Regions from separate parts of the Mus musculus genome. Here region 2 is linked to region 1. A link is a contact called in public promoter capture Hi-C data. All regions are on one chromosome and are shown on one strand. Each heading gives the region's core, a stretch centred on a gene start, on an enhancer-like site or on the middle of the called end of the contact. The rest is flanking DNA. Distances are from core to core; before and after follow the strand shown.

Region 1 (2,967 bases), core at 137-2,636:
TCTTGGCTGGGGGGTGGGGGTGGGGACTGACAAGGTGCTGGCTGCACCTAGCAATAGGAGGGAGCTCTACCTTGGTGGGATCTGCCTGGGGACTGGGGCACAGTCTTCCCATCAACCTAGAGTCACCCAACAGTTCTCTATGTCCTACTTCAGAGTTTCCAGTACCCCCTTCCCAGCTTCTTTCTTCCCTCCCTCTCTGTGAAGACTTTTCCTTTCTCTCTCTGTTGCGAGAGAGAGAGAGAGAGAGAGAGAGAGAGAGAGAGAGAGAGAGAGAGAGAGAGAGAGAGAGTGAGAGAGAGAGAGAGAGAGAGAGTGTGTGTGTGTGTGTGTGTGTGTGTGTGTGTTTTGAAACAGGGTCTCAGTACACAGGTCAAGCCAGCCTCAAACTATGTAGCTCAGGCTGGTCTACAGCTCAGTTATAATTTTTCTCTTGGAGCTTCTGAGTGCAGGGATTGCAGACAGATGCCATATGCCAACCCACCCCACCTCATTCCCATCTGCAGTGGAAATGGGGAATCCTGGGCCTGCAATGGGCTGGAGCATCACCACAATACAAATAATGTTCCTAAGTCCCAGGACATGTGCAAAGCTATGGGAGACATATGAAGGGTAAGGGTGGTGTGTGTGTGTGTGTGCGCGCGCATGCATGCGTGTTATACTTGAGAGAGTTTTTACAGAACCTGCCAGCTGTTTTGCTATCAGGATTGTAGATCAGTGTGCCCTAGGTCTGGGGTATATCTGGCCAACTCAATGTATAACGTGTGTGTGTGTGTGTGTGTGTGTGTGTGTGTATGTACAGTGATACTTTGTGTCCTTTGTATGGGGGCTCCCATGTGTCAGTGTCACCATGTCTGGGTTGCCATAGCTGTCTTCCAAGATATTTTGGCGTGGCTGTGTGTTGGTGTGTCATTGTGTATCCAGAGTGTGACAAGGTATATATGGTTGTGTGATCGTGTGTGTCAATATTCTGCAGGAACATGTGTGGCACGTGCATGTATGTTAGTGTGGCTCTCCGCATCTGTCTGCATTGGGACGACATGTGACAGTAGGTGGTGTGTGGCTCTTGCTCGTGTCTGTGCCCGGTGTGCACCGCCGTCTGCTGCGACTCCATGAGGAATAGGCCCTGCGTTCCTTCGTGACATTTGTGCCCGTCCAAGCCCTGCTGCGTGTCAGCGTGTGTCGGCGCCCGAACGCCGGCCAGCACGTGTCGGGGCGGCCGCGTCGGTGTGCGTCCCCGCGTGTATGTGTGTGTGCGTGTGTGCGTGTGTGCATGTGTGTGCGCGCCGGCCGCGCTCACCCGCCCCGCCCGCCCCTCCCCGCGCCCCTCCTCCCGCCCGCGCCGCCCGCCCGCTCCCTCTCCCCGGAGTGCGCCGCTTCCAAACTTTGTCTAAACTTTCACTTTCACAGCGCGGCGGCGGCGGCGGCGGCGGCGGTGGCGGGCGAGGGCGAGCGGCCGAGCGGCGGCGGCATGGAGTAGACGCGCGGCGGCGGCGGCGGCGGCGGCGGACGCGAGAGGCAGCGGCGAGCGCGGCGGCGGCCCGGAGCCCGCGGGGCCGAGCCTGTGAGCGCGGAGCGGCGGCGGGCCGAGCGGGGCCGCGGGCCGGGCGGGCGCCGCGCGGCAGAGGCCGGAGCAGCGGAGCCGGAGCCCGAGCGCCAGCCAGCGCGACGCCGCCTGCCGGGCCTGCCCTCGCCGCGGCCGGCCTCCGCGCTCGCGCCCGGGCGCCCAGCGATGTACTCCCCGTACTGCCTCACCCAGGTACCGGCCGCCGCCCCCGCGCCCCGGGAGGGCCGGGCCGGGGTCCCGCAGGCGCGCGGGCAGCGGGCGGGGCGCGGGGGCGCTGCCCCGGGGCGCGCGGCAGGAGTGCGTGGAGAGGGGGCGAGGGGCGAACGCGCGCGGCGGGGTGCGGCGGACAGCGGACCCCTGCTGCTGCGCGGCGACGCGGCGTGGTGGCAGGCGCGGGCGGGCAGGGTGACACGGCGGCAGGAGGCAGAGTGGCCCCGGGGCGCGGGGGAGCACGGGCGGGCGGCGTTCCGTGCGCGCGGCGCGGCGCGGCCGCCCCGGGGTGGCAGTGGCGGGCGTGTGGGCAGCGGCTCTGCGTGCGGCTGGGGTGCCCCGGGCGGCCCGAGCGGCCCGGGCGTCTCCCCAAAGTCTTTGTTCAGGCCTCGCATGGGAGCGGGGCTGAGAAAATGGCGGGGCTCCCAAATTTCGGAGGGGCAGGGGAGGGGAGGGAGGGACGGGCGTGCTGCCAGCCCGGGCCGCGCCTCTCTGCGGATCCTGGACGTTTGCAGACGCGGCTCCCCGGCCCCAAACTTTCCTCCGTGCAAACTTTCCGGTCTCGAAGACCAGGACCGCCGCTGCGTGAACCTGGAAGTGCCCCGGGGAATCCCGGTCCGCTACCCGCAGGCGGGAAGGGCGGGAGCGGCGGCGGCCACCGCAGGTCGACCCTGTTGGGATCAGCCGTCGGGTCAGCCTCGGGCACAGCAGCGCCGACCTTGGCGTGCTTCGGGAGCGCGAGCGCGAGAACGCGTCCCGCCTCCAGCGAAGTTCCCTGCGCTATGGTGTAGCGGAGGCTCAGGCCTGGAGCGTGCCTGATCTGCCACCCCACTCTTTTTAGCCGTGACTCCAAGCTCTGAGAGGGCACCAGCCAGACCAACCCAGATCTAGAGGGGCCCTCACAGCTCTATCTGCAGGACCAGGCCAGGGCAGATGACAGATTTCGGCAGGCAGAGGGAATTTGTGGAGGTTGTCTAGCCTTGCCTGCTGGCCAGGCCTGTCTGTGGGAGCTCTCTAGGCCAACCCCAAGTCCCTAATGGCAATCCTTTGCTAAACCAGAGCCCTTTCCGACAAGTGCTAAAAGTGCCACCACCTTAGAGTGGGAACATATACTCATGGTGTGTATATATGGCCAGGTATTCAAGGAGCATGCCAGGATGTTTTGAAGGGCAAGAAGGTATATGCAGGCGGGT
Region 2 (2,967 bases), core at 130-2,629, 150 kb before region 1:
TTTAGTATGCCTTGGGAGGGGCTATCTGTGTACTTTACTGTAGGTGCCTGAAGAGGTCAGATATCTCTGATCACCTGGAGCTGGAGTTATAAGCTGTTGTGAACTACCCAATGTGGGTTCTGGGAGTCAAACTCCCATCCTTTGCATGAGCAGCAACTGATATATATATATAAAGTTTAAATTATTTTATTTGTATAGGTGTTTTGGCTTCATGCATGTCTGTTTTCATGCATACCTGGTTTTCAAGGAGGCCAAAAGAAGATATCAGATCTGCTGGAACTGGAGTTATGAATGGTTGTAAGCCACCACATGAGTTCTAGCAATCAAACCTAGGTCCTCTGGAAGAGCAGCCAGTGCTCTTAATGAATGAGAAGTCTCACTGGGCGTGGTGGCGCACGCCTTTAATCCCAGCACTTGGGAGGCAGAGGCAGGCGGATTTCTGAGTTCGAGGCCAGCCTGGTCTACAAAGTGAGTTCCAGGACAGCCAGGGCTATACAGAGGAAACCCTGTCTCAAAAAAAAAAAAAAAAAAAAAAAGAAAGAAAGAAAAGAAAAGAAAGAAAGAAAAAAGAAAAGAAGAGAAGAGAAAAGAAGAGAAGAGAAATCTCTCCAGCCCCAAGGATGGGATTTTGTTTGTTTGTTTTTGTTTTGTTCTTGTTTTTTTAATGTCTTTTATTGATGAACTCCCATATTGCCAAACCCTGTTCTACACTTGCACACAGCACATACTCAGTAAATGTTGAGTAAGGAAATTAATGAATTAGTAATGCCTTCCCCTCTGGTAAGATAGCACTGTACAGCCCAGGGTGTAGGGAACTCCTGCCTCTATCTTTCTGTGGTCAACAGTGGCATTACAGAGGCCCCAGGAACCGAGTTACAGGACCCATTTTTTGTCTGGGCTGGGCCAGGGTCGTTGTGGGTCATATTTATCCTGTTTGTGGGTTTTTCCTCCCGCAAGACCCTGTGTACACACGCGCCCTCATTTCATTCAGGGTGTTCATATTTCAGCACCGTGGACAGTAGCACGAGGCCAGCACCTTGGACAGCTTTTCCGCCCCAGAACCTGAGAAAAATACAAGCCGGGAACAAAAGACAGTACAAGCAAGAGACTCATTGAGATGGCTATGCTGACCAAAAGAAAGAAAGAAAGACACAGACAACAATAATACAGGCAAAGGTGCAGACGTGAGGATCAACCAAGAACACACTGACCCAGACCTCGTTGTGGTCCCGTTGTCCGGCAGAGGTCGCTCTAGTCCAGAGACCCTGCCCTCCAAGACCTTGGGTCAGTTACAGGCTGCCACCCAAGGAAAGAAAGGCCTTCCCGTTCTGTCTAGGGTTCAGATGGTGTTCTCTCCAACTCTGAGAAGCATGGTCTGGTTTGGGCTCAGCAGAGTGATTACTGGGGGCGGAGTAAGAATCGCTTCATCTGCCCCCTCCCCAGCTACCAGCTAATCGCTCTTATAAATATATCCTGACCTGGCCTGACTCCTTAATCCTGATCATGAGGCTGAGACTCTGGAGGGGATGCAAGACTTGAGGGGCTCTGCCCTGTGGGAGGCAAAGGAAGGAAGTCTGTGTGTATATATACGTTTTTCTAAGGGGGAAACTCCCATGAGGTCCAGCCTCTTGCTTGAACACGTGACTCTGGAAGAATGCATCAGTGGAGATCTAAGGGTGCCCTGGGGTGGAGACAATTTCCCACAGAGAAGAGAATATTCCTTCGAGCCGTCCCGTTGGGGGGATAGTCTTTCCAGGGTTCCCAAATATGTCACCTATTGGATCTTTGAAGAAATGCCGCCTCAGGACGGGAGAAATTGAGATGAAACGTCATCTTTCAGACATTATCTCTATTAGGAGTGATTTTCAGGGTGAGGGAACAGTTCTTCATAGCAAATCACACGCTTGTGAGAATGTGTCTCCTGTGTGTGTGGGGGGGGGGTGTCTCTAGTCGCACCAGGAATTCATCTGTGAGAATAACTCCCCTAGGGATCTTTCTTGGGTTGGAGGGTCTGTGAAAGAGACTATCTTGATAGGGTCTGTCTCCAGCATGCCTCCCTTAGGGACATCTGGAGACTCCACCCACCCAACCCCGTTTACCCGCCCCCCCTCCCACCGGACCCCCAGCGCGGGCAGCGGTGGCCAAAACCCGGCTCCGGCTCCCAGACGCAGTGACGGCGCCGGGCCCGCCCCGCTTCGCTCCGCCCCTCCGGGCCCCCCCTCGCCGGCCGCCGCCGCGGTCCCCGAGGCTTCTCTCTCCCTCCCTCCTCCCTCCTCCTGCCGCCGCCGCCTCCCTCCTCCCCCCGGACCGAAATCGCCGCCGCCATGGACGATTCTGGCCTGATCCGCCGCCGGAGGCTGCAGGTACGCTGCAGCCCGGGCTCCAAGGAGGGGATGGGGTCGGTGCCCTGGGGCGGGGCCGAGCAGAACGCAGGAGAACTTGCACCAGGGGTCGGCCGTGGCGCCCCTTCGTACTGCCAGAGGATGCTCTCGGCCGAAGAGTGCTGTGTCCGCGAGTCCTGGCAGCGCGGACCCCGCCCCTCAGGCGTCGCCCCGGTATCCCAGAGGCTGCTGGAGGGGCTGCATCCTAGCGCGCCCCCTCGAGGATGGCCTGGGTGGCGCCTGGCCCCGCCGGAGTCGGAGGGAGAGGGGGCTTAAGGTTCTTGCCTAGGCACCTGGCCAGTCTAGGGGTGAAGGTGCAGCAAGAAAAGTTATTGCCCCAGGGTTCGAGCCCCTCGGGGCCACCACCGCTTCAGAGCTGTAAACATGTTTGTTCGTAAGCCTCTCCCCTCACCACCTCCAGAGCCCTTCCTAGGCTTGCTACTGAGTCCTCCATTCACCTGTCTGGCCACTAGGACACTTCCTACTGCCCTAATTGGACAGGCACCTAGACAGCCTCCCCACTTCCCAGTCCACCTCCTTCACTACAATACTCCCACCACACACACACACACACACACACACACAC

Evidence for each region. Capture Hi-C pulls out chosen DNA fragments and counts their contacts.
Region 2: a promoter capture Hi-C map of adipose tissue shows a contact between it and region 1. The contact joins the promoter of Rtbdn here to the promoter of Nfix in region 1. A contact is called at or near these places in 2 of 39 promoter capture datasets (the C10 cell line and embryonic stem cells) and 3 of 9 other capture datasets (adipose tissue, liver and pancreatic islet).

Annotation. Positions count from the first base shown.
Region 1 is chr8:84,798,787-84,801,753 of GRCm38.p6, reverse strand. Nfix (nuclear factor I/X) reads left to right here and starts at 1,386. Exons shown (of 11, transcript NM_001371053.1): 1 at 1,386-1,756. The coding sequence starts at 1,730.
Region 2 is chr8:84,945,403-84,948,369 of GRCm38.p6, reverse strand. It overlaps Rtbdn (retbindin), which reads right to left and starts at 1,379. Exons shown (of 7, transcript NM_001357326.1): 1 at 1,218-1,379. It also overlaps a transcript of Mast1 not described here.